7 separate regions of the Mus musculus genome follow, and regions 1, 2, 3, 4, 5 and 7 are each linked to region 6. The links are chromatin contacts, called in public HiChIP or PLAC-seq and promoter capture Hi-C maps. All regions are on one chromosome and are shown on one strand. The core of a region is the stretch at or near the end of the contact, and the rest is flanking DNA. Distances in the headings are between cores, read along the strand shown. Region 1 holds the start of Cd164 (CD164 antigen). Region 2 holds the start of Mical1 (microtubule associated monooxygenase, calponin and LIM domain containing 1). Region 3 holds the start of Zbtb24 (zinc finger and BTB domain containing 24). Region 4 holds the start of Crybg1 (crystallin beta-gamma domain containing 1). Region 5 overlaps Cep57l1 (centrosomal protein 57-like 1). Region 6 holds the start of Scml4 (Scm polycomb group protein like 4). Region 7 holds the start of Ak9 (adenylate kinase 9).

What was found. Promoter capture Hi-C pulls out the DNA fragments that hold promoters and counts their contacts. HiChIP or PLAC-seq counts read pairs in DNA pulled down with a chosen protein or histone mark. Capture Hi-C pulls out chosen DNA fragments and counts their contacts.
Region 1: a promoter capture Hi-C map of adipose tissue shows a contact between it and region 6, with 3 times the contacts expected there. The contact joins the promoter of Cd164 here to the promoter of Scml4 in region 6. A contact is called at or near these places in 1 of 39 promoter capture datasets (liver), 2 of 115 datasets of contacts at active chromatin or transcription factors (double positive thymocytes and thymic regulatory T cells) and 1 of 9 other capture datasets (adipose tissue).
Region 2: a contact with region 6 is called in an H3K27ac HiChIP or PLAC-seq map of double positive thymocytes, with 6 times the contacts expected there. The contact joins the promoter of Mical1 here to the promoter of Scml4 in region 6. A contact is called at or near these places in 3 of 39 promoter capture datasets (liver, neutrophils and pre-B cells), 3 of 115 datasets of contacts at active chromatin or transcription factors (double positive thymocytes, memory CD8 T cells and regulatory T cell precursor) and 2 of 9 other capture datasets (adipose tissue and liver).
Region 3: a contact with region 6 is called in a promoter capture Hi-C map of liver, with 3 times the contacts expected there. The contact joins the promoter of Zbtb24 here to the promoter of Scml4 in region 6.
Region 4: a contact with region 6 is called in a promoter capture Hi-C map of liver, with 3 times the contacts expected there. The contact joins the promoter of Crybg1 here to the promoter of Scml4 in region 6. A contact is called at or near these places in 3 of 39 promoter capture datasets (the 3T3-L1 cell line, hippocampal neurons and liver) and 1 of 115 datasets of contacts at active chromatin or transcription factors (large pre-B cells).
Region 5: a promoter capture Hi-C map of hematopoietic stem and progenitor cells shows a contact between it and region 6, with 4 times the contacts expected there. The contact joins the enhancer-like site here to the promoter of Scml4 in region 6. A contact is called at or near these places in 5 of 39 promoter capture datasets (hematopoietic stem and progenitor cells, hippocampal neurons, liver and 1 more) and 1 of 115 datasets of contacts at active chromatin or transcription factors (double positive thymocytes).
Region 7: a promoter capture Hi-C map of liver shows a contact between it and region 6, with 4 times the contacts expected there. The contact joins the promoter of Ak9 here to the promoter of Scml4 in region 6. A contact is called at or near these places in 2 of 39 promoter capture datasets (liver and neutrophils).

The regions. Positions count from the first base shown.
Region 1 is chr10:41,518,088-41,520,787 of GRCm38.p6, forward strand. Cd164 (CD164 antigen) reads left to right here and starts at 1,413. Exons shown (of 6, transcript NM_016898.2): 1 at 1,413-1,613. The coding sequence starts at 1,448.
Region 2 is chr10:41,474,955-41,477,654 of GRCm38.p6, forward strand. It overlaps Mical1 (microtubule associated monooxygenase, calponin and LIM domain containing 1), which reads left to right and starts at 1,360. Exons shown (of 24, transcript NM_138315.2): 1 at 1,360-1,586. The region is part of intron 1 of Gm51797 (a long non-coding RNA gene); the gene reads right to left.
Region 3 is chr10:41,449,090-41,451,789 of GRCm38.p6, forward strand. Zbtb24 (zinc finger and BTB domain containing 24) reads left to right here and starts at 1,269. Exons shown (of 7, transcript NM_153398.3): 1 at 1,269-1,441; 2 at 2,000-2,700. The coding sequence starts at 2,031.
Region 4 is chr10:44,147,417-44,150,116 of GRCm38.p6, forward strand. Crybg1 (crystallin beta-gamma domain containing 1) reads right to left here and starts at 1,412. Exons shown (of 22, transcript NM_001368305.1): 1 at 1,177-1,412. The coding sequence starts at 1,343.
Region 5 is chr10:41,750,820-41,753,519 of GRCm38.p6, forward strand. The region is part of intron 2 of Cep57l1 (centrosomal protein 57-like 1); the gene reads right to left. The region is part of intron 1 of BC048559 (cDNA sequence BC048559); the gene reads left to right. Among named protein-coding and RNA genes, the nearest start is that of BC048559, 5.4 kb to the left of the region's middle. Within about 2 kb of position 1,447, at least 76 of the 459 cell types and tissues checked have an H3K27ac peak or open chromatin away from gene starts, as enhancers often do. A contact at or near this core is called in double positive thymocytes and hematopoietic stem and progenitor cells, where this site is marked.
Region 6 is chr10:42,859,240-42,861,939 of GRCm38.p6, forward strand. Scml4 (Scm polycomb group protein like 4) reads left to right here and starts at 1,273. Exons shown (of 9, transcript NM_172938.3): 1 at 1,273-1,614.
Region 7 is chr10:41,302,565-41,305,264 of GRCm38.p6, forward strand. It overlaps Ak9 (adenylate kinase 9), which reads left to right and starts at 1,370. Exons shown (of 40, transcript NM_001370813.1): 1 at 1,370-1,441. Fig4 (FIG4 phosphoinositide 5-phosphatase) reads right to left here and starts at 677. Exons shown (of 23, transcript NM_133999.1): 1 at 423-677. The coding sequence starts at 488.

The sequences.
Region 1 (2,700 bases), core at 163-2,662, 1.3 Mb before region 6:
GCAGCTTCTCTAAAGCTCTTATGATGACTATTTGACTGCACCTTAATGCTAAGACCATTGATTTGGTCAGTCACAACCCACTGGCTCATATTTATTTTACAGAGTACACCCACAAAGGAACCACATTAAATTCATTACTGGCAGAAATAAGGGCTTTCAATCTTTCGCTAAAGTTGTAAAAATGCTTTTAGAGTCATTTTTTAAAATGCATACTACAGCGAAACAGACACCACCGAAACATCTGATATTCTTGTTATTAGGGTCACATGCATAATTAAAATTATGACATTAAAATTGTAACATAAAATATGGCAAACGCTAAACAATCAAGACAGCATAGTGCAAAACCCAGGGACTCTTGCATGAGGGACAATCGTTCTACCAAATGAACTACATTCCTAGCTCTACCTATCATTTTCAAGTCTCATTTAAAAAAAAAAAAAAAACCAAAACCACCTACTATAAGCATGTCAAGCGTTGATTATTTTGTGAGACCCGGCATCAGATGGCGCTCACGACTAAAGAGAGCCAGAGTCCGCCAACAGGCACTGAAAATGCCTGTTCTGCCACTATGCTATCCTAGTGTCAGGGTCAGGTCACTTTCCCCAAGTCTCATACTTCGTCGCTCGTGATGTGGGGATAGGAAGAGGCACGAAGGCTTTTCATCCCTAGCCGTCTTCCTCTCTGACCACAGTGATTGGGGCTGGGACAGATCGATCCCTACTGCGGATCTCTGAGTGACTCGGAAGAAGCAGGTGAGGCAAGGGCACCGGTGGCGGTTACGACAAGGAAGCGTCCGGGACAGATCACTTTCGGTCCCACCCACAGCTACGGGCACTGAACCAGTGGCCCGGCAAACTCTTGGATCCCGTGGTTCCGTCATTACTGAGTCCCCGAACTCTCAAAAACAAAAATTCACACTTAAAAATAAATCAAGCTTCACGGAAGAAAAGGCGGCTCCTACAGAGCCCTAGGCGAGCGCGGTCAGCAGAACTCAAGCTCAGCGGTCTCAGAGCCTCCGGGCTTCTTACCCGCAGCGCGCTACCGAGGGGTCACGTGACACCTCGCGGCCCGCCTCCCAGGCGGCGCAGGTGGACGCCCCTCGCTACGTCACGTGGGCAGTTCCATCCTTGCCAGGGCGGGGGGAGATCATCCGTGGTGCAGATGTGAGGAAAGCTCCATTGTGCCGCGCGTGATCCTCCCAGGACAAGAAGGACGGCTTGCGACGCACGGACTGCTGCCCTAGAGGTCTCCGCGGCCGCTTCTCTCCCTCCGGCCGGCTTCCTAGTGGTCTCGCCCGTTCCGCCCCGCCCCGCCGGGCTGCTCACGTGACCGGCGCGCGCTCCCGCGGGGCGGGCTTCTCGGGGGGCGGCGCCGCAGGGACGCAGTGCTAGACGGAGCCTGCTTTGCCGCAGCTTTTCTCCCGGACGCCTGGGCTGAAGACACAATGTCGGGCTCCTCCCGCCGACTGCTCTGGGCCGCCACCTGCCTCGCCGTGCTCTGCGTCTCGGCCGCGCAGCCCAACATCACCACCCTGGCTCCCAACGTGACCGAGGTGCCGACCACGACCACCAAAGTGGTCCCGACGACGCAAATGCCCACCGTGCTACCAGGTGGGCGCCCGCCGCACGCGCCGAGCCGGTGGGGACTCGCGCAACATGGCCGCCCGGCCGGAGGACGGCGGCCCGACGGGGTGGGGGGCGAAGGCGACAGGCGAGCTAGGCCGCGAGCGTTGCCCTCAGAGGCGCCATCCCCCCAAGCGCCTGGTAACTCCGCGCCGCAGCTCGGGACGGCGACGTGGCTTGCTTCCGCGGTGGCAGTTAGGAGTAATTGGACGAGGCGACGCGCCCCGCGGTCGGCGGGGTGCGCAAACTTTGGGCTCGTGGGACAGACTCTTGTCCTCCCCTCGAAACTTCTCCGGAAGTTTCTAATGAAGGAGTTCGGGATAGGTGGGGGACATTTAGAGATGAGTTGGGTGTCCCTTTGCCCCCTCCCACCAGCGAGCCTCCTGTAACTTCACGTTGACTTAGCTGAGCGGTGTTGGCTGTATCTGAGATTTGAGTGGTAAGGGAAGAACGAGGCTTGTGGCGGATGATGAGAAGTGAAACCTAGGGACATATAAAGAGCAAGATGTGATCTCCCGGGGGCCTGTGTTTTAAGGCTGTGGAGTTAGGTTGAAATTCAGTCTGTCCGTTTTTCTGAAATCCGATCAAGGAACACGCCTTTTGTTCAACTCTAGGGTTCGTTAAGGCTTGTACAAATTGGCATAGGCCGTGACGACGCAAATGAGACAGAAGGTAAATTTGAAGTAATGAGGTGAAAACACGACGTGCTTTAAGTTGGTTATTGCTCTTAATCTAGTAACTGCGCTTCTCAACCTAAAGATTGACTTGTCCTAGTGCCTTCTCTAGGGTTTTGGTTTTTTTTTTTTTTTTTTTTTTTTAATATGAATAAAACTAAGTAGTTCCCGATTTTTTGTTAGAAGGATGCTAGGGTAACAGATATTTTTAAATGAACAAAGTAAATTACAGAACAGTTCTGGGAATCTCTATCACGGTTAAAGTGATAAAGTAAAATATTGTTTGACTCCTACCTACTTGACAATTTCCTCCCAGACTTGTAATGTGTGGGTTCTTCATATTGTTTTAAGAGAAGCCTGGAAATACAAGTTAATTGCCTTGTATAATTGAAATGCCCACA
Region 2 (2,700 bases), core at 110-2,609, 1.4 Mb before region 6:
TTAAATTTGTTGCTCATAGAGCCACACAACCCTGTTTGGCTACAACTGAAAGTCTCTGGGGGAACCTGGGTCTTTGTAAACAAGACACAGTAAGTTGCTGTAGTCCATCTGCTAATAAAAGGGAGAGGCATGATCCTGAAAGCCGGAAGCCCATCTCTACTGGGCTTTTTAGAACATTTTTTACACTGTGTGTTTAAGTATGGGTGTGTATGACATTCTGCAAATTTGTTCCAAGCAAAATGATGTCACTCTCAGGAACACAAGTGGGCCCAGCTCAAAGGCTTCCTGGCTTCCAAAGTGTGTGGCCTGGCTGGATTGTTGGCCTCTCCTGGCAGAGGGCTGGCATTTCCTCTTGCTTCTCTCTCTGCCTTCTTATCAGCTGCAGCTGTGTGTGTTTAGAGCTCAGGACTTACTGGGTACCCCAGTATATCTGGACAAAATGCAAAATGATTTATTCAAACACAAACCCAAAAAGATAGCCACTGGACCTTGGCTTTTGTTGGTCCCTGGACCTCAAGAAGAGAGATGTAGCCATTTTTTCCTAGGTTAAGCACTTCTGGGGTAGCGATTTTACTTCCTCATGATGTCAAACCTTATTTCAGTCCCGTGGTTTAACAGTGGTAGGTTGGGATCCAGAAAGGCCTGGGGCTGATAGCATCCATGCCACTGGCTGGTGAACATGTGCAGTCATGAAGCCTCATTGACATTTCAGTAAAATAGGTTTTGTTAATGCTCATGCAATAAATGAGAACTGCTGTTTTATTAACTTTAAAGCTGCTTGATTTTGAACAATTCCTTTCATGCTACAATTTCTTAACAGGAAATACTAAGAATTTGATTCCAAAGTTCCCTAGCATTGTCTGAGTCTTGACTTTAGTTCTGCACATTGAAGTTTTATCCTCTCCCACATACCCTTACCATCCTGTTTTTCTTAGTTGAAAACACACACACACACACACACCTGGTTGTGTGTGTACCTGGTTGAAAGATGTGGACCAGGACTTTAAGCTTTGTCTTTAGCCTGAGCCTGGGAGCCAGCCGACCTGTCCCAGGAGAGATGGACCCCCGCAACTGGATCGCCTGTGGCGCCAGGGGTGTGAATTTATCGGTGGGAGAGGTGAAGAGAGCTCAGACATCTGGCGCCACTCTCGGTTCTTGCAGCTTCAATAAACTTCTTGCCGGAGGCCTGCGCCCGCTCGGCCAGCTCTTGGAAGTGGCCTACAGCGTGGGTACCACCGGGGCGGACTCAGGCACGGTCACTCAAGTCTCTGCTCTCCCTGTCCCTGCCTGGCCAGACCGTTTGGAGGCCCCCAGCAGCCCCTGGTGTAGGCAGAACCACGCCCTACAGCACCACCCGGCAGGCGTGGGCGGGACCCAGGCTGTCCCCAGAGGAGGACTGCGGAGTACGGAGGTTCGGAGTAAGTCTTCCTCTGTGCTCTGCGCTGGCGCTGCGGTCCAAACTCTTTGGAACTCCCCGGTTTCTGCCACCAGGCATCTCTTGCTTTCCCTGCGCCACCCCTTCCTCTGCCCCTAGGCCTGGGACACCCTTCCGACAGGAAGCGGCTCTTCCAGCCCCAGAAACGCTGGTAAGTAATCCAGCGATGCCTGCTGTGCGTCCTCCTGCTCGCTGGGCTGGGGGTGAGGATAAGGAAGGGGGTGGGGAGCGCTTCCGGGGAAATGGGGTAGGGAGCCACGCCTGGCTGGTTTGGCGGGTCCTCTTGCCGGCCCTACCCAGATGAGCGCCTTTGTGCAGATTTTGCTGTCTAGAGTATTGGGAGCTCTCACCCCCGCTGCTCAAGGTCCAGCTCTCCATCCCTTTAGACGCTCCACCAATGGCACATCCTTTGTGCTTGTTTCCAGTCTGGGTACCTCTTTTATTTCCTTTAGCAGAGGTCGCTCCAACCCCCAGTCTCCCACTTCCAAGAGGGACTCCTGTCCTTTCTGAAGATCTATCCACTCTTGTCCTAGTGACCCCCTAGGGCAACCTTTGCCTCCTCCTACTACGCGGGCAATGAAGGGGCTGCTGGGGGATGATAGATCGGCCCACAACCCCCCCACCCCACCACCTAGTTGCCTCTCCCACCGAGAGCAACCCATCCCCCCATACTCTTCATCTCTTCCGGTGGCAGCGTGAGAAAGCCCTCCAAGAGCCCTTAAGCTGCGTGTGGGCTGGAGGGAAGGAAAGGGGTACAAAGAGAGGCCTTGTCTCCAGAGATTCCTGGGAGAGCACAGAGGAACGCCGTGGGAGTGAGGCTAGGGGTCGATTAGATGTGAGGGTCTGCGGAAGGGGTTGCTAACCCCACTCCTTCCCACAGCCCGTTGGAGCAGCGACGCAATCTCTTCTCAGGGGAAGTGTTTTGACCACAGTGAGTCAGAAGGTCTGTCATGCAGACAACAGTCACAACATTCTCAGGCTATTTGTGAGGGTAGTTTGGGTGGCTGAGAAGTGGAATCTACACAGGCAGTGTTGCCCCTTGTCAGGAGGCAAGCACGTGGAAAAGAACTTTGCCTTTGGGGAGAGGCACATCCTACAACCAGCGTGGCACTAAGTTCGCCAAAGGGCGCTGGCGAACAGAGACTTAGGAAGAAATGGGTGTGTGTCTGTGAGGCAGCCGCAGTTGAACTGGGGTGTTAGTTCCTGCTGTCTACAAGAAGGGAAACCTCCGCCCCCACCCCACCCCTGGCAGCCCGCTGAGAAAC
Region 3 (2,700 bases), core at 19-2,518, 1.4 Mb before region 6:
AAACCTATGTGAAAGCAAAGTTGAAAGACTGACCCTTGTTCTTTCTGTCTTTTTATCATTATTATCATTATCATTATTATTATTATTTTCCTCTCGGTGCTGAGGGCAGAATCCAGAACCCAGTGCTCTATCACTGAACAAAATCCCCAATCCCACAACCACCCTTGTTCCTTCTGGAGTGCAGAAGTCAAGCAAAGCTCTCCTGGCATCCCACTCGGACGCCCACATATCTGACCGATTTCGAGGGAGCTCTGGATAGAGTGCACTAGATAACTCTGTAAAGATAAGGGGGAAACCACAGAGCTCATACCTGTGTGGTATGAGCTGCTTTTGTGAGACCCCAACTTAGAGCGTTTCTCCCTGGAAGGTAAAGCCCCTAGACGTTCCCCAAGCTTGTTTTCCCTGATCTCTAATGCGGAGACACTTAGGGAGACACTTCGTCCTCAGCTAGCTGATAATAAAACCTCTTGCAGTTTGCATCAGGTGTGGTTTTCTCTCGGGACACTGGGGTGCTGGCCAGCTCATCCCGGGACTTGAGCGGAGGCCCAGCTTTGGGGGTCTTACACTTTTAATAAAAACTAGTAAGAAAGAAAGAGTCCGGCTGGTAATTCCATCTTTAGTTTCCAAATTGTGGGCAATATAGATGGCAAATTTATAATCTGGAAGTGGACAAAGTAGAGATAATTAGGTACACGCGATGCATAAACGCTGAGCGGAAGCTGCTGGCACAGTTGGAGTAGGTCCGGAACGAATCTGAGCGGGACTTAGGAGCATTGGTCCGGAACACAGAGCCACAGCAGATCCTACCCAGGTTTTTATTTAGAGAACTCTCCCATACCCATAGGTCTCAGAGGGAGCGACACTGTCCTGAGACAACTGAAACCCTCAATAGTCTCTCAGAAGTGCCATAAATCTAAATAAAAACAGCGGTCGTTTCGGTCTTTTTAGCCAAGCCAAGCACTTACTAAGCTCATTCTAACCGTACCAGGTAGGTTAACACCTCCATTTTATGGATAAACACAGAGCTGAGGATGAGTAACTTGGGAAGGAAAGCGAGGAAGAGGATTCATTCAGGAGGTAAATATCTGCTGATTGAAGCCACCGCCGTCTTTATGCTCAGCATCTAATCAGCGGATGTGGTGTCTACTGAGGTCTAAAGGAAACTCAGCGGGGTAACTGGAGGTAAATTTCCGCAGATTGGCAGGTTTCCGCACCAGACCCTCCCTTTCCGGATTCCACAGCAAAGCCCGCCCTCGGGGCGGGGCTCCGGGGTCACGTGATGCTACGGCCCTTGTGCGCGCTTCCGGGTTGACAGACGCCGGGAGTCCGGAGCTACAGCGTAGTGGTGGCGGGGGCGGGGACCGGCGACAGGCCCGGTTAGTGCCCTCTGGGCAGCCGGGTGGGCTGACCGTAGCAAGTCCCTGCGGGGCGGCCCTGACAGGTAGGTCCGCGGCCGGTTGGTTCGGCCCGGGGCCTTGGGCCGCGGAACGTCCGCGGGACTCAGGCCCCAGGCCTGGGACGGAGCTCCGGGCGCCGCTGCTCAGAGCGGGGCCTCTGAATCCGCGCGTTATTTCACCGTAGATCTCCCTTGCGTGGGTTCGTTCCCATATTTCTCATATATGTTCCTATAGTCGAAACAGCTATTCCGTGTGTAGCATCGAGGCAGCACACCCCCAACTCCAACTTTGTGCCGCCACACTTTGAAAGTTTAATTACAAAGTTAACGGACCGGAGGGCCGTACAGACTTTTGAACCCGTTCTCTAATTTCCAGAGGAAATTCCCCACCGTAAGAGGTTATGTGGGTACTGGAGAGGCATCCAGCAGGGTAGCCGCAACAAGGGGAGGAACCCAAGGCTTGGCTTTCCAAGTAGAGTGTAGAAGGTGATAATGTAAAAAAAAAAAAAAAAAAAAAAAAAAAACTGGGTTGTGACAGCTGGAACACGAACAGTCTAGTTAGGCAATACTTCTTCCTAAATAAACATTGATTTTTTATTTCAGATTTAAGCCTCTTCAGAGTCTTCTGGAGAAAATGGCAGACACAACCCCGGAGCCTTGTGGGCAGCTTATGGTACACTCAGACACTCACAGTGACACTGTGCTGGCCAGTCTGGAGGATCAAAGGAAGAAGGGCTTTCTTTGTGATATTACTTTAATCGTGGAGAATGTGCATTTCCGAGCCCATAAAGCCTTGCTGGCCGCCAGTAGCGAGTATTTCTCAATGATGTTTGCGGAAGAGGGCGAGATTGGCCAGTCTATCTACATGCTGGAAGGCATGGTTGCAGACACCTTTGGCATCCTGCTGGAATTTATCTATACAGGTTATCTACATGCCAGTGAGAAAACGACAGAGCAGATCCTGGCTACTGCTCAGTTCTTAAAAGTCTATGACCTGGTAAAGGCATACGCAGACTTCCAGGATAACCATAGCGCCCCAAAGCCACCAGCTTTGAACTGCACTGGGACGCCAGTGGTGGTTATTTCCAATAAGAAGAACGATCCTCTGAAACGGAAACGGGGAAGACCAAGAAAAGCCAATGGTTTGCAGGAAGGGAGATCAGAACTGGCTGCAGAGGGAGAGCTGCAGCTGAGAGTGAACAATTCAGTTCAGAATAGACAAAACTTTGTGTTTAAAGAAGAAGACAGTGTCAAGCTGAGTGAGCAGACTCCAGAAGACAAGGAATCAGAGCCTGCTGGTGAGC
Region 4 (2,700 bases), core at 162-2,661, 1.3 Mb after region 6:
TATTTCACCACCACGTATACAGCACTTATAGCATATTCGGTATTAAGAATGTTCTAGAGATGATGAGGGATGGGGAAGGAAGCTGTGATGGCAACACAGCCTGAATTCCCAGTGCCCGGAAGGCTGTGGAATGAGGGTGAAGGTTCCGTTGGGTCTGGGCTAAACCTGGGACTCTAAGTGATAATGAAAACAACAACAATAAAGTCTGTGCTAGGACCTGGGCGCAGTGGAAGCTGCACTGATCATCTGGCCGTCTGCTTTGAACTTCTAGAACTTCCTCCCAGGTGGAGTGAAATGCTTGTAAAGATGCCCAGACTAGAAAAATATCCCAAGGGCTGGCAAGTACATTTGTTTCCAGAGCTTTTGTTAACACAGAGTTCCTCGGAGTTCTGAAGGACAGAATGAAGTGTTTCCTGATGGCCTAAAACACAGAAAGGTTCGAGAAGGAAAATCTACTTGTCACTTTGGTATCAGTTTGTTTTCTCTTGAATAAAATACCAAGAGTCGTGTGTTATTACATTTTGATAGACAGGAAACTAACCATCAATTCTGATAGGATAACTGAAAGTTACACATGCACAATAAAACCAACACACACACACACACACACACACACACAATCTATGTATAATTTAAAACAGGAGCCAAGTTTTTTTCCTTTTGGTGTTGAGACGTGAACCTTGGGACTGTCACAAGCTGGGCCAGCACCCTGTCACTAAGGTACAGTCGCAATCCTTATATTTTAAGAACGAGGTACTCCCTGGTTTGGCTACTCACTGAGTCTCTGGGGGACATTTACCCCAAGGCCACCTTTTCTCTATCCATTTAATAGAGTCAGCTAGCCCCTCTACTTCCTCCTCCTCTGGATCTGTGAGAATAGTGGAGACTAATATCCATGAACATGAGGTACTTTACGATTAAGGCGCTAAAATTAGAGTATTTCCAGAGCTCCAAGGCATTCCTAAAGGCATTCATTTTTGATTCCAACCCTTGGCTGCCCTGCTTTTCTCAGCTGCAGGTGCAGACTTAAGAAAGTCAAAACTAAGGTCCCATGAATGAGACTCTAGAGTACAGGCTGAGGGTCCTGGACCCTGTGGTATAGTTTCGGGGCGGGACGAACTTTGCAAAACCGGCTGAGCCACGGAGCAGGAGGGGATCGGAACACTCAGCGCTTACCTGGTCTCCCCGAAAGCCCCGGGCGGGTGAGGGATAAACACCCCACAGCTGGACGATGGAGACTGCTTCTTCTTGGAGCGCCAGATATGGAAGGTGGGGTGTTTCTTGGGGGCCTTGGACGGGCTGGCCTCCCTGGGGTCGCCCTGCGATGGTGGCGACAACGGCATCTCCTCTTGTGCCTCTTCTGCGGGCTCAGACTCAGTCCTCCCCGGGGCCCAGCGGTGCTGGAAGAACTCACCTGGGCGCTCGCTTGCCTGCCCTATCACGCTCGGCGCCGGACCCCGCCCCCTTGCCCCTGCGAGGGACAGTGGAGGGTTAAAGGACAGCGACTAAGCAAGGCTGGGAGGCGGGAGCTGGCTGGGTCGCTCCACAGTGCCCCCGCGCGGCCAGGTGCAGAGGTCTCGGGAGCCTCGGGTACCACAATCCCGCCCCTCGCCCCCGGATGCGGCGCAGCGCCGCCCCCTACCGGACATGTCGGGAACTGCCCCCCCCCAACCGGAGCCTGGTCCGGTTTCTGTAATAGCAGGGGTGCAGCTGCAGTGGGTCACCCACTGGAGTTCCTTGGCAGCTCTTGGCAATCCGGCTGGCTGGGTGAGTGGCTGCTTAGCCAACCCCATCTGGAGAAGGATGGGAGAGGCACGTCCCCTGTCCAGGCCGCCCAGCAATTAGGACTCCTTCACTCTGGGTGGTTTGGGCAATCACGTGCTGGGCGGTTTGTGATGCTGTTTGTAAGCACGGGAGTGCCAACTTCTCCACTCTCCTCAAGAGTCTGAAGAATTAGTTTGGATTCGCATCCCGTAAAGCATCAAGGGATTAAAAACCACACGGAGAAGGACATTAGCGAAGCTTTGCAGTTCTGAAAGGGCTCAATATACGCCTCACAGTGAATTGAACGTCAGACCCATAAGGTATGCGTCACATCTTTTACTGCTAGTAACTTTCTTTACTTAAGCAGCACTAATATGCAAAGGCAGTGGTATTAAGCGAAGGAAGTTCAGTAACAATCCTTTGGACATCATTAACATACGAAGAGGCTTAAGACCACTGCTCTAAAACGGAATGCCACCACGCTGCAAAGCCTTCTTCTTCGCTTCTTTGCAGATGCAGCTCATGATTTCAATCCTTCACTTACTCATCCAGAGAACATGCATTATTATTCCATTATTTTCTTTACGTTTGTTACAAGATATAGACTACATTGTGGTTAAAGCATACAAATCATGGTGGGCCCAGGAACACATGCCTGTTATTCCAGCACTTGAGAGGCAGAGGCAGACAGATCTCTGTAAGTTTCAGGCCACCCTGGTGGTCTACAGAGTGAGTTCCTGGACAGCCAGAGCTACACAGAGAAACCTTGTCTCAATAAACCAAAACCAAAACAAACCAAAAAACATAACAAAAATGAAACAAAACAACAACAAAAGGAAAGAAAATACCTCCACTCGGTATTAGTGTGTGAAAATTATTTATATTCTTGCTTCTGGCCATTAAAAAATGTGTACTCCTATTGCATGGTATGACTAT
Region 5 (2,700 bases), core at 197-2,696, 1.1 Mb before region 6:
CAGGAGCTGGAGAGATGGCTCAGCTTTTAAGAGCACTTGCTGTACTGCAAAAGATCTGAGTTCTGTTCCCAGCACTTAAACATCAGATGGCTCCCAACCCCCTGGAACTCTAAGTCCATGGGATCAGCTATGTTCTTCTGGCCTCTATGGCCTCCACCTACATTCCTGTACATACACACATACATACAAATGGAAAATAATGTAAGTCTTGAGCAGTCTTAAGAAGAAAGGTAACGCTGCTGTCTGGTTCTGGGTTGGAAGCACTATGATGCTCTCTCTATCTTCCACCTTCCCAGCATGGCTGGCTGGCTGTCTCTCTGGGGACTATTGTAGCTTTGCAGTAACTGTCATGGTGTGTTTAGGTGTGACTCTCTTTTTCCATAGCCCTATTTGGGATTTATTTATCTTCTAAAACCTTCCTACATCAGTGTGAGAAATGTCCCAGCTGTCACTGATTTTGACTATTGCTTCTCTGTGGGATGGTAAAACCATGACAAGAAGCTTGGTAAGGTAGAGTGGGTCTGAGACCCAGAGACCTGGTGGACATATACCTGAGATTTAGGCAACTCCACCGCTCCCTGCCAGATTCCAGGCCTGGAATACAAGTCGCACTCGACACATAAGGAAGCTTGATCTGTGGTCATGTAGGCACAGAACAGAGTTCTCCATGCTAATGAAGTACCTACAGGCCCTGAGGGTTTAGCCAATAAGCTTCCCTTTCCAGACATTCTATCTCCCAGCAAAAGGTATTTAATCTCGGGTCCACCCGAGAAGTTGGCATGGTACGGTATGTATCCATTTTCCACGATGAGCAGTCGTCAATAAACAGCTTAGAACAGTGGACTGTCTCTTTCATCAAGATCTGCCGTGGGGAGCCATGAAGAAGGCATTTGACTACCGCGCTTAATTCTCCTGTAGAAGGCTTCTCTGCGCTTCAAGCCACAACCACCACAAAGCTAAGGACAATCACTGCTGAGTTAAACCAGAGCTCCCCTTGGTCCCCACCCCAGACTAGATGCTGTCCTCAGCCCGCAGGCCCCTGACTCTGTTCCCAACTCCTCGAGACTCAGTGACACCCAGATGCCCATGAGTTTGGGTGCCCCCAGTCCCAGCCCCATTGAGGCCCTGTGGACCCCCAATACTTTGTTCCTGATTTCCGGGGGCCCAGAAGTCAGCTTCGGCCTTCTCATACCTCAGCCTGCACTTCCACTCTGGGAGTGGCGTCTCTGCTTCCTTGAAGCCCAGCACCTGCCTCAGCGTCTGAGTCAGCTCTGTGGGAAGCGCAGCCAAACTCCCTGCAGAGGCAGGCGGAACAGGACGGTTTTTCTCTAATCTCACTGGACATGACTTCACTTTCTTAGAGGTTGCTGAGTTTGAGTCTCAGTCACTCACTCTCCAGCAAGCCAAGAATGCTCTAACTTTTAGGAGGTAATCACTGGGGGCGGGCTTTGAGAGGAGCGCCTAGCCACACTTCCTGTTCTACTTCCTGTTCCTAACTGCTGGGTGGGCCTCAAGCTCCAGCCGCCTTGCCCCCCCGACCTTGGTGGGCTCTGTCCTCTGGAATGGTAAACAGAAGCAAAGCCGTCATTCTAAAAGTAGCTTGCTAGCAGCATATTCTTACAGAAAAGTCTCTCGACAAACTTACTTTTCTTTGATAATTTGAGAACTCAATCTCTGTCATGTGTGGGGTCTGCTACCTGTTTGCAGTGGCTGGTTAATTTATGGTCAGCGATTTCGTTTTTGTGAGTGGGTCTTGCTCAAAGCACCCAGATCATGAACTTAAGAGCCTCCCTCCTCAGCCTCCGGAGAGCAGGGATTACAGGTGTGATCACAGTGCATCTTGGAATTTCCATTTCATATGTCTTCATTTTTTGCATTACAGCCAGGCCTTGCACATCCCTAACTGGTACTCCACCAGTGAGCCTTATTGTAGAATTCTTGGTTTTCAATTAATTTCATAGAACTGAGGAATTCTTTGAAGTTCATGTTTAAATCATTCTGGGAATGTCGCTCAATGGTGGAGTGCTTCCTACCATGTGAAAGCCCTTGCTCTGACTTCCTACGTCACACACAAAAAAGACTCTTCTGCAAAGGTGATTTATGCTCATTCCCGATAGGTCTCTGCAATACCCAAACCCCATTAAAACAAACTTTTAGGTGGAGACCTTGGGGGTGGGGGTGGGAGGCTGGGCACAAATTCAGACACAGCAAGGGCTGTGATGGGAAGTTCTCAGGACAGGTCTATATTGGGGATTGGTTCCAATGCTTTGAAATAACCTGGTCCTCAAATTGGGAATCTGCATGTCCAAATGCTGAAGGTCCTTGTCCCCGATTGGTTTTTGATCGATTAATAAAGATACCAGCGGCCAATGGCTGGGCAAAGGGATATGGGGCAAGACCCTTAGATTTGCATGGGCTAGGGCGAGAGGTGGGGGAGGGAGGAGAAGGAAGACTTGGGGGAGAAGGATGGGACATAAGAGCTGCAGGAGAGAAAGCCAACAAGCCATGTAAGAATGCAGGAAAGTGGCCAATTCGGGGATTAGGGTGACAGGCGGAAGTTTAGGAGTCTCAGGAATACTGCAGGAGGTCATTTGCTATTAAGGGAAGGTTTAGGAGTGCCCAGCCTTTGAGCTAGTCACACATGTCAAAAATTAGATGGTGTATGTGTGTGTGTGTGTACGCGCCTGCATGCATTCGACC
Region 6 (2,700 bases), core at 23-2,522:
TGGGCCAAACTGTCTGTATCTTTCATAAAATAGAAATTTATTGAGAGCTTCTATGGGCCAATCTTGTTTCACTAATCAGCCTTTGATTCCCTTGGATGTCAAAGGGGACACATACTACACTGTTGGTACAAATTTTTGACTCTTTATGGCACTTGGTAGGAATGGAGACTGCCATCCAAGCTGGGCCAGGCCCCGGCCAGCCTGGGAACCACCTTGGGGCAGAGGAGTCAGGGCTGTGGCAGGCAGCGGACCTAGGCAGAAAGGACACATGCCACCCAGGGAATTCCTTCTTTCTTAGTAAGGATAATGCTTTGACTTAAAAAAAACATCAATTTCCTGTATCTATTTAATTTGAGGGGACAAATTTACTTCACACTACATATGCATTCAAATTGTAGGTCCTTTTTAATTTTTCATACTCAGTAACTGGCTAAGCTGTGACCCAGACCTTCCAAATTAGTTTAATGTCAGTCCTGGCTACAAGCATGCTCCCTGTCCCTAAAAGCAAACCCGGTAGACAGCCTGTATTTGTAAACCAGGTATCTTATAAGACACACTTGAGACACATCCCATTTCCCCAGATGAGTCAAGTCAGCAGCAGAAAACCTCGACTCACTTTATAAAAAGAAGGGAGGAGAAAAGGCACCTTCTCTGGTGTAAACTGGTTTAGTGGACAGGCAGTGGGTATGGAGGAGAGACAGCAGCCCTTTCCCAGGCAGGTCCCAAGAGTGTTTGGGCATGGAGAAACACTTCCAGATGTGCACACACAGATGTGGATTAAACGTAGGATAGGCAGCTTTAGAGCTAACAGGTACAGCCACAGTGTGTCATCAGTACAGGTCCACACCTCTGACAACACACAGGCTTTCTGTTGGTATACCATTGTTCTTTCTTTCTTCTTCTTTTCCCCCCAAAGCCAAACATTAGCCTTGTCAGATCGTAACAGTCTTATAAGCCTGGTGTGGCCCTCACTGCTGCAAGACTGGGACAAAGAGATGATGTTACAGTCTGGTTTCTATGGCAACGGAGGAGGGGTAATGAAAACTGAAATGCAGGAAACACCCATTCTGACTATTGTGACATAATTCAGTTTCTTACAAGGAAGTAACTATCTAAGAAGCAGAAGTATCATTACCTGGCGGCTGCTGTTCACAAAAAGCTGTGCTGTGTATTTCTCTTAGCTGGTCTGTCTGTACAGAGGAAAGAAATAACACACACACACACACACACACACACACACACACACACACACACACACACACACAGAGTCCTCGCTTTCTGCATGTAAAATGTGTGTGTGTTCTTTAGAAGCCAGCGGTTGGCTGGTTTTCCGGACATGATGTGGTTGAAGCTGTCATCGTAATGGAAATTCACTGCTGTAGCTATGGTAAATCGAGTGTTCTGCCTGTACTGAATGCATTAGTCTAATGAGATGTTTGCAGCGGCGGCGAGCTGGGCTGCTGGCGACTAGCTGTGAGGCAGGCGTAGCACACGGGTGGAAGATAGCTTGTGCCATACTCGCAGTGTGTGTGCAGGAAGTCACCTGTCTTCTAAGCCACCACTCCAGACCTCAGCAAGCAACACCCTGGTCAGGGCTCTGTGACCAAGCTGTAGGTAAGGGAGACGCATGCTGGCGGGTGTGCTGTGGTACATTGTATGGCTCCTTCTCTTTGGGCTGGCGGCACAACAGGTTACCTGCTTTAGTTTATTTGGGAGGGTTTGCATGCCTGCCTCTCTGGCAATGCACGAGTGTCTGGTGCTAAAACTACTGAGCCCGGTGGGTAAACTTCGGATCCTAACATGCAAAATATAATGTTTGATTTTTTTTAACTATATATCAAAGGGAGATTTAAAGTAAAAACACAGTTTATAACCATTTTTGACATGTATACACTTAACCTCTCTTTAAGTCTATATGTAAATATGTGCAAATTTTTTATTATTTCAAACATGAATATGGTTTTTTTCCTAATAATAATTTTGTCTTATTTTGTATTATTAATTTAAAATTTGTAGTATGGATTAGGTTACAAATATTTACCTAAAATTGATTATTAAAATTGGCTGTGATATAAGCACTCATCAAAGCATTTGTTTTCAAATTGAATTTTATTTACTTGTGTTGAATGCTGCAGATGGGATATTTCATGTGTTTTTGTTGGTTGCTGATGTACCAGTCATAGATAAGGAGAGTATTAATTGTTTGCAAGTTCCTGCTATTAGTTTTTTTAGGAGGAAATAACTAACAGGTTAGTATGGAATGTTTGGAGTTTCCCCAAGTTCAAAGACAAAGTCACCTCCTCCCCTCACACAGTCCTATGTGACCCCAAATAGCTTCCACTCATTCTGCCTGCAGCCCCGGGTGTCGTCTACAGGTTGCTCTGCGGATGGACAGGACCAGTGGGTATGGCTGCTGAGTTAGCAGTTTTCACTCATCATTGATGCGCTTGAGTCTAAGTTCTTGCCGTTATTTTCGACAATAAGCCAGAGGTGGCGGCTTGCTGTGTTGTCTTTCTAGGGTCATGACATTTCTCAAGAGGGCTAGGACCATCAGCAGCTCTCTGAGAAATGGGGCTTTGTAGCTGGGATGCTTGAAAAGTGATCCAGATGTGGTTGTTGTGTGTTCCATGTTTTTAATTCCTTTCTCAACTAAGGAACATTTTTTTTTGAAGGGTAAGAGACATAGATGTCTTTCCCTCC
Region 7 (2,700 bases), core at 120-2,619, 1.6 Mb before region 6:
AACAGTGCATGTGATTAAGACCAATCACGGTGATAGTATACCATGAAATCGCAAAATAGAAGCTACCTGGGCCAAGTTCACATTTTTTTTCATACCCCCTGACTTTACTGTAAGGAGTGGACTCAAGAACTTCAAGATTATGGGAAAGCAGAAAAGAGGAACTCTTTCAGAAGCTGTGTGCAGTTCCTGTGTGCCACAGCACCTGTCTGCACGCACTTCTTCCAGCCAGCCACATGTTCCTAAGCAAGACAGACCTGCAAACCATCCAGTGCTTGACTGCATGGCCCTGGCGGCCGAGCCTGCAGCGGCGCTGGGAGGAGAGGAGGGAGTACGGGGTGCTGCCTCTTCCCGACGACCCCACAGGGTGCCCCGATCCCCGCAGCGCAGTCCTCCCGCCCCGTCCCGTCGTTGTGGGTACTCACAGCTCTGGTCTCATACAGCACCAGCTTCTGGACCGAGCTGATGATGGGGGCAGCGGCCGTGGGCATGGCTCCAGCCAATGGCGGCCCCGCCACAGGGCACCAGGCCGCGGCCCAGGTCGTGACAGCGGCGGGGTTCCCCCTGGAGACAGAGCGAGGAGACCCCGCAGACCTCCAGCACACCAGACACAGCTGACAAAAACAGTGTCAGAACACCAAACGTTCAGCAGCGGGCTCGCCGGCTGCTTCCGGATTCCCTCAGCCCCGCCTCCCAACCAGCCCAGCCCAAACCGGAGGGGCGGGGCTACAGGATCACGGGGTTGCTGAGGGCGGACGCTAAGGGTGCCATCTTTCTTAAGGGCAGGCAAAAAAAAAAAAAAGAAAGAAAGAAAAAGAACCTGACTTATGTTGACCTTTAAAGAAAAGAAATCAGATGATTGGGTTCTCCTTTTGGAGCGGTTTCTCCGTGTTGTAATTGGTCTGTTTCTTCCTATATACTCTTTATTTTCCCGAAACCTGTCTCCTGGATGCCTGTGATTTTCCCCTGTTTTGTCGCCTATTTTATCTCCACGAAAGTCAATAAAGTTAATATTGTGGCTGTATGGCCCACAAATCTTTCTTAATTACATAAATGTGGCGCCTTTGGTATTTGCACATTTTATGTGTGAGGCTAACGGTCTGAATTCTAAAAGGGACCGTGCTGTGTAGGGCGAGCGCGCTGCTGTTAAGAGTCAGTTCTAGTTAAGATAAGGTTTTCGCGTTTGCTGTCTGGGCATAAGTAGGTAATATATGCACTCGCTCTGTTGGTCACCTCTACACTTTGGGAAAGGTGTTTTATAATTATGACTACATTTAAACACAGGCTTAAGAATTCACTTTGAATTACAGCTCCACCTCCCGAGGCCCCGCCCTCCAAGAGGCTCTGCACGCCGCCCACAGGTTTCCAAGGCAACCGCCTAACAGCTACCTAGAGCCTCAGTAGAGCCTCAGAAGATAGCTGCTGTCGCGTCCCCGGTCCACAGGTAAGCAGAGGCAGGGAATTGTCCACATTCTGGGTGCATTTTGCCATCAGTTGCAGGAAAGTACACTTCCGGCGGGGACCCCACACCAGTTGCTTTTCTTGCAAAGTTAAACCACGATCTCTTCATAAATCGACTTTTCAAAACCAGTTCTCCTTTTAGCTAAGGTATTTATCTCACAAATGCGGACTAAAGACTTGCCTGCCCCAAAGGGTAACAGTGGCCGCTAAAGTAGCACAGGCAGGAAGTGCTAGGTTTCACAGGGACCCCTCGCTATATTCCAGAATTCACCGCTAGAGGGCTCTCATACTGAAAAGAAAAAGGTAATTATTAAAATACAAACAAATAGCTGAAGAGGATATTAAAGTTTGCTGTAGATTCAAGGCAGGACGTTACAAGGTTTTTAGAGTATGATTATCTATTATCTATTATTGGTTTTGTTTCAGTTTGATATATCTTTTTTATTGAGAAACTAGAAAGAAAGAGGGCAGGAGTCTCAGTTATGGCATTTTATGCTGGTGGGGGGGTGGGGGGGTACGTGCGTGTGCGTGTAAGCCAGAGGCTAAGCCAGCAAGCCCCAGAGATCCACTTATCTCCATCTTGAACTGCATCTTTTAACTTTTCCATTTCACAATGGAAACCAGCTCTTCCCAATGCAAGCTAAACATCTGCAGAGCATTTTGGTTTAGGAAAGTCACTTTTTAAAAATAAATAGTTCTGATTTTCAAATATTGTTTTCCATTATTATTTTATACTACAATGGAGCACTTCCCTTTGAGAATTTTCTTAGTTTACATCACCCAGGAGCCAAACTGATAACAAACAAATGTGCCAAGTTGTTTCTATAAGGGTGATCCCAGGAACAGAAGCTGGGCAGGGAGGGGCTCTTGGAAAAGGGGGTATTGTCACACAAGCTTCTCTGTCAGCTAAACTCACTGGGAAATGGGGAGTACATACCTTGGAACCATTCCCTTTCGGGGGAGCAGGCGGGGAGGGACGTTGTGTTTACTCGCCAACTCCCGTGTATTACTGGTTGAAGCCTGCTAGGCAGAGCTCGGTGTCTTGGAACTTCCAATTTGCCTGAGCTCAAACAGAGGGGACGTGGCAGCTGGAGGAAGTTCATGGACAGAGCCCACATGCTGGTATCCAAAAGTCCAGCAGTGACCTAGAAAAGTTGCCTGACATGCATGAGGAGAGATCTGCTGTACTCCACCCTGTAACCACTCACACCCACTGTCCCCACACCAAGGTCACACCAGCCC